2 separate regions of the Pan troglodytes genome follow, and region 2 is linked to region 1. The links are chromatin contacts, called in public HiChIP or PLAC-seq maps. All regions are on one chromosome and are shown on one strand. The core of a region is the stretch at or near the end of the contact, and the rest is flanking DNA. Distances in the headings are between cores, read along the strand shown. Region 1 holds the start of PAK4 (p21 (RAC1) activated kinase 4). Region 2 holds the start of LRFN1 (leucine rich repeat and fibronectin type III domain containing 1).

Region 1 (3,048 bases), core at 320-2,819:
GAAGTGAGGTGGGAGTGACTGAGGACCACAGTGAGAGCTTAGGGTTTTAAGAACAGTGAACACCCCGCTCTGCCCAGGGTACCACCCAGGGACACACTCCCCAGTCAGAAGCCCGTCGGACTCCCTTGCTCGGACTCCAGACCACCTACAAACACCCTACTCCCATAGGCTCACAGGAATCTTCCCTGTCAGATCACACCCTTCCAAGGAAACCAAGCAGACAATCCGATCCACCCAGGGAGTGGCCCAGCCCTGCCCAGCCCCCTGCTTCCAGGAGAGACCTAATGGCTGGCACCGGACAATGTGGCGACCAGGGGCAGGGGCCCTGGAATCACCCAGGCCCAGCTTCGATTCTAACTCTGCCTTCAGCAGAAGCTTCTGAGCCTCATTTTTCCCGTCTGTAAAGTAGGTTCATCTTGAGCACTCACTTCACAAGATTGCAGCAGGAGTGAAATACGACCGGGCACACAGGGCGTGGAGCACAGTGTGAGCCCTCATTAAACATTAACCGACATTATGATGATTTGAGAGGCGGTCGGCCAGAGCAGGGCTCTGGGCCAGAACTCCGGAGTTAGAATCCCAGCGCACAACTTATGCATCGGGTGACCTTGTGCAAATCACTTAACCTCTTAATACCAGGTTAAGACCCCCTAAGACTACAGTGAGGACTGAATAAGCTAATACAAGTAAAACGTTAAAAAGAGGGTCTAGCCCATAGTGTTTCATGAGTGTTTGCCATTATTATTTGTGGGAGGGTTCCCCCTTCTCCTGTCACCAGGAAGCATCTCTGACCCCGCCCCTGGATGCCCCGCCCCCCCCGTCCCCTGCAATACGCCCTCCTTGGGTTTTAATTTTTGACTCTGGGAAACAGCTGCCCCGCTGTCAGATTCTCACCTTTGTACCTTCTAGGCACGCCCCAGCTTTGAACCCCTAAAAGACGCCCCCGAACCTAAAACTCATTCATCTGCTCCGCTGGGGGCAGCTTTAAACCTCCAACCTGGCGCCCCTGGGGCTGTGACCTCTGACCCTCGTGGGGGCAGCCTTCCCTCAAATTATTAACTTTGACCCTGCCTTTTTTGAGACTCGCCCAGATCCCCTCGAACGCGCCCCCACTTCGAATTTCAAACTTTGCACTCCCCTTCGCCACGCCCCCTTCGCTGTTTGATCTCCGACCTCCACTACAACTCCCTCCAGTCTGCGTTAACCCCCGATCCCTCGGACGCGACCCTTCCCTCCACCAGTGACCTTTGACCCCGGCGGCCCCGCCCCCCTCCTCGCGGAAACGCCGTCCCGCCGCCAGCGCCCGGCCCACCGCAAGCCCCTGGCCGGACCCCTTATCCTACCGGCTCGGCGCCGCAGTCGCTCGCGGCCTAACTGCTCGGCCTGGAACTCCGCGCCCTCGCGCCTCCCTCAGCTCTCTTGCACCGCCACCACCGCGGCCACTCCCGCCGCCATGTTGAATCCCCAACGAACATCCGGGGCTTTCCCCCCTCACCGCCCACCAGTCCCCATAGCAACGAGGCTGACCGGGCAGTGGGCAGGGCCAGTGCGGGGGCGGAGTCGGGCGCCTCTCAGGGCCCGCTCCAGCCTCCGATTGGTACAGAGCGTCCAATCGGAGACCTTCGGGCAGAAAATGCCAAGCGGGGATTGGAAATTTTGGAAAAGGTGCGGGAAGGCTGGCTCCCGGGCCCACTGAGGTCCTTAAAGGGGAAATGACTGTTTTCGTGTGATACTGATTTTCTAACTTCCCCCCCAGCAGGAGTTAGGGGCTGGGAGAAAGTAATGAGTTAATGGGCAGAAACAGTTCTTAAGCACTTACTAGGAGGCAGGCACCGGGATAAGTGCTTTACTTGCATTTTCTCGCTGCATATACAACCCTGTGGTATAATATCATTAATACCCATTTTACAGATAAAGAAACAGAGGTTCAGAGGGTGAAATAGCTGGCTTAGCATCATAGAAAGAAGGTAATGAGTTTTGAACGCTGGTCTGTCTGAGCCCGGGAACCTGAGACTGTTTGCTCTTCAATTTTTAAATAAGTTTTTACGAAGTAATTGGTCAAAATACTGGAAACAAACAGCAGACATCTTCTTTAAAAATTTTTTTTAATTTTATTTTTACTTATTTATTTGTCTTGAGACAGAGTTTCGCTCTTGTTGCCCAGGCTGGAGTGCAATGGCGCGATCTCAGCTCACTGCAACCTCCGCCTCCCGGGTTCAAGAGATTCTCCTGCCTCAGCCTCCTGAGTAGCTGGAATTACAGGCGTCCACCACCACACCCAGCTAATTTTTTGTATTTTTAGTAGAGACAGCGTTTCACCATGTTGGCCAGGCTGGTCTCGAACTCCTGACCTCAGGTGATCTATCCACCTCGGCCTCCCAGAGTGCTGGGATTACACGTGTGAGCCACCAAGCTGGCCTTTTTCTTTTATTTTTAAAGAGAGAGTTTTGTTGTGTTGGCCAGGCTGGTCTCGAACTCCTGGGCTCAAACTATACTCCTGCCTCGGCCTCCCAAAGTGCTGGGATTGCAGGCGTGAGCCACCGCGCCCAGCCAGACATCTCTCCTCCTGGATCTTATTCACTGGACTCCAGCCTTCATGCTGTTCCTGAACTCTTGTCAGGTGCGCTCTCACCTCACAGTCTTTGCATTGGTTGTTCCTCTGCCTGGAACATACTCTTCCCCCAGGTATCCTTATCTCTCCCTCCCTTTTCTCAGGGCTTTAGACAGATGTCACTTTCTCTGTGAACTAATTCCCTCGCTCACCCTAAGGAAAGCAGCAAACATCCCTCTCACATACTACCAAACTCTGTCTGCTTTGTTCTTATTTCTCACTGCTAATTGTAGTTATTGCTTGTTGGTTGTCTCCTCTGCTGGAATGTCAGCCCCATGACAACATGGATTTCTGTCTTTGTTCACTGCTGCATTCCCAGTGCCCCAGCACTGTTGGCATGTAGATGCTCAGTAAACATTGGTGGAAGGGCTGTTTGAATGCGTGGTAATTCCACCCCTTCAGAGATACTCTTAAATGTTTGGTGCTTCTCCTCTGCC
Region 2 (3,048 bases), core at 353-2,852, 200 kb before region 1:
GGCAACAGAGCAAGACTCTGTCTCAAAAAAAAAAAAAAAAAAAAGAAAAAAGAAAAAAGAAAAAGAAAAGAAAAATTAGCCGGGCGTGGTGGCGCACACCTGTAATCCCAGCTACTAGGGAGGCTGAGGCAGGAGAATTGCTTGAACCTGGGAGGTGGAGGTTGCAGTGAGCCGAGATCGTGCAGATTGCAGTGAGCCGAGATCGTGCCACTCTACTCCAGCCTGGGTGACAGAGTGAGACTTTGTCTAAAAAAAAAAAAAAAAAATTAGGAAAGGGGTTTAGAGGAGGACCTCTGTACAGTGGGATCCAAAACGAGAAGGGTTGAGACCCCAGGAATCTGGGGCACTGCATGAAACAACACAGATTTTTAGGGGAGAAGTTGCTGGGTTTAGGGACCCTGTGAATATCTCAGAAAGAGAAGGAGAGTGGCCTGAGATACTCAGTGGGGTTTGAGGGAAGGGGTGGGGTTCAGCTATGGGACAGGGGATGGGCAAAGGGGTCTGAACTAGGAAGGAGCAAGGCATTCTGGGCTCTATGGAAGTCACAGGGAGGGGGGACTTTCAGGGTCCAAAAGAAAGAATTGGAGCAAGAAGGAGGCAGGGTCCTCAAGGGGGCAGGACTAGTAGGGGGTGGGAAAAAATTGGGGCTAATTGGGGAGTTTTGGAAACCAAAGGATGTCTTGGAGGAGAAGGAGAGAGAAAGGTGTAAGGTCAAAGGGGTGGAAGATGGTTTGGGGTCTAATGGGGTTCATGGGGAAAGTTTAAGGGTCTTCCATAGGGATAAGAGACGTTTTAGGGCCCCCTAGAAGTTAGGCATGGTTTGGAGTTCATACTGGGGGTAAGGGAATGGGTTAGGGTCCTTGAGGGTAGAAGGACATGGCTGGGGGTCCCCAAGAAGGAGTGGAATATGATTTGTGGTTCTGGTGGCTGTAGAATGTGGTTTGGGTCCCCAAAGGGAGTCAGGCACCATCTGGGATTTGGCTGACATATGGTCTGAAGTCTCCCCCGATGTTAGGGTATGATTTGGGGTCCGTGAGGGAAGGGGTGTGGTCTGAGGGTCTATCTGAATGTTGGGATATGATTTAGGGTTGCTGGTGGGGTGGTCTGGATCCCCTTGGATGCTGGGATATGATCTGGGATTCTTCTGGGTTTGGGGGCATGGTCTGGGGTTCCTGACAGTGTGTGGGTCATAGTCTGAGGTCAAGCAGGAGAGCAGGGCATGATTTGTGGTCCTGGGTGGCCCTAGAACATCGCCTGGGTTCTCAAAAGAGGTGAGGCCTGATCCGAGGTCCCTCTGGGTATTAGGACGTGATGGGAGGTCTCTGTAGGGAGATTCGGGGTCCCTAGGCCAGTTGGGGCGTGGTCTGGGGGGGGTCTCGGGGGAGGCCGGCGGGGCTGGGGGTGGGGCTGGGGAAGGGTCGGGGGCGGGCCCGCGGCGGCTCCGCAGTGGAGAGGGGTCTGCGGCAGGTTCGGGGCGGGGATCCCGGGTGTGCGACCGCCCCGCCCGGCCGCCCCCACCAGTCGGCGCCCCCTCCCCCCTTGCGGCGGCGGTGGCGGCGGGCGGCGCGGAGGGCGGAGCTCGGCGGCGGCTCGGGAGGGAGGGCGGGAGGCGGGAGGGAGGCGGCCCCGCGGCACCGCGCCCCCTCCCCCGGCCCTCCCCCCACCATGGCGCGGAGCGAGGCGGCGGCGGCGGGGCCGGGCCCGGGGCCCCCCCGGGCTGGGTGAGCGCGGCCCGCAGAGGCCCGGGAGCGGCGGGCGGGGGCGCGGGTGTGTGCGCGGGTGTGAGCGTGCGAGCGTGCGAGTGTGTGTCCGCGGCGCTGCGGCGGGCCCGGCGTGCGCCCGCGCGGCCCTGTGTGTGCCCGGTGCCGGCGTGTGCGGCGCCCTGCCCGTGTGGCCATCGGGTGTGCGCGGGGTGTCGAGCCCGGCCGGCGTGTCCGGCTGTGCACGCGTGTCCCCCCGAGCGGCCGCCCCTCCGGCTGTGTGTCTGGGCGCTGTCGCGCGCCCATCGGAGGGGCTGTGTGCAGGTGTGTGTGTGCGTGGGTTGTGTGCCCAGGTGTGGGTCCCCCCCCAAGCCCGTGTGCGTGCGCGACTAGCTGCTCTGGGTGTTTGTGTCCGGGTTGGATGTCCATCCCCGGGTCTGTGGAGCCGGGTGTGCCCGCTCGGGTGTCCATTTGTGTGTGTGTGTGTGTGTGTGTGTGTGTGTGTGTGTGTGTCTGTGGGTTGTATGTCTCCGAGGGTGTATATCTGTGAGTCCACGGCAGGTTGCTGGCTTGGGGGCTGAGGCTCGGCGCCTTGTGGGTCCAGGCCTCGGTGTGGATTTGGGGGAGGGGAGTTCGCCGCTCCCTCGGTCCATGTCAACTGGGGGGTCCTTAGCGGTCCTGGGGGAAGCGGCCATGTCTTCCCCTTCCCGGTGGTTGCGGGGGGGGGGGGGATGGGCGGCCAGGAGGTGGACAGATGGAGGGGGGATGAGAGGCCGAGAAGTGGACAGATGGGCCCTGAGGTGGGGGTTGGGGGGCGAAGACCCGGCCCTTCCCCACCCACTCCACCCTAATTCCCCCACCGGCCAGACATCTGCAGACGGAGCCAGAGTTACCTCCATCCTGATGGCCAGGCTGGGGAACCTTTGGGGCTGCTGGTGGGAGGATCTCCTTGAAACCGTGATCTAGGACTCAAACCCCCAAATCCTCTTGAGTTTCCACCTGCTGAACTCTGACCTCTGGCCTGGCTTGTGCCCTGGTTTTTTGGGGGTGTGGAGGGCACGATGCTGAATGTGCTGCAGGGATGTTAGGATTTCTTGGGCCTGGGAAGTAAGTAGGTGGGGTGGTGGGGGGGTGCCTCAGGGCTGGGAGGAATGTGTGTCCAAGACTGTGTGAGTGTGAATCTGGGCCTGTCTACTGACTGTGCTACTGTGGCTCAGTATTTTCTATGCATTTGGAAGTGTGTAAATCACAGGACTGTTGTGTGAGCATGTGTCTGTTATGAGTGAACATCTTGGCGTGTCTGCAAAGGTGGATCTTTTTGTGCCTGTGTGCGTGTTCCAGTGTGGAT

Evidence for each region. HiChIP or PLAC-seq counts read pairs in DNA pulled down with a chosen protein or histone mark.
Region 2: an H3K4me3 HiChIP or PLAC-seq map of stem cell-derived excitatory neurons shows a contact between it and region 1, with 16 times the contacts expected there. The contact joins the promoter of LRFN1 here to the promoter of PAK4 in region 1. A contact is called at or near these places in 4 of 7 Hi-C or Micro-C datasets (blood, induced pluripotent stem cells and stem cell-derived neural progenitor cells), 1 of 1 datasets of contacts at active chromatin or transcription factors (stem cell-derived excitatory neurons) and 1 of 1 other capture datasets (stem cell-derived neural stem cells).

Annotation. Positions count from the first base shown.
Region 1 is chr20:42,256,473-42,259,520 of NHGRI_mPanTro3-v2.0_pri, reverse strand. PAK4 (p21 (RAC1) activated kinase 4) reads right to left here and starts at 1,569. Exons shown (of 9, transcript XM_016935900.4): 1 at 1,344-1,569.
Region 2 is chr20:42,458,649-42,461,696 of NHGRI_mPanTro3-v2.0_pri, reverse strand. LRFN1 (leucine rich repeat and fibronectin type III domain containing 1) reads left to right here and starts at 1,602. Exons shown (of 5, transcript XM_016935906.3): 1 at 1,602-1,721.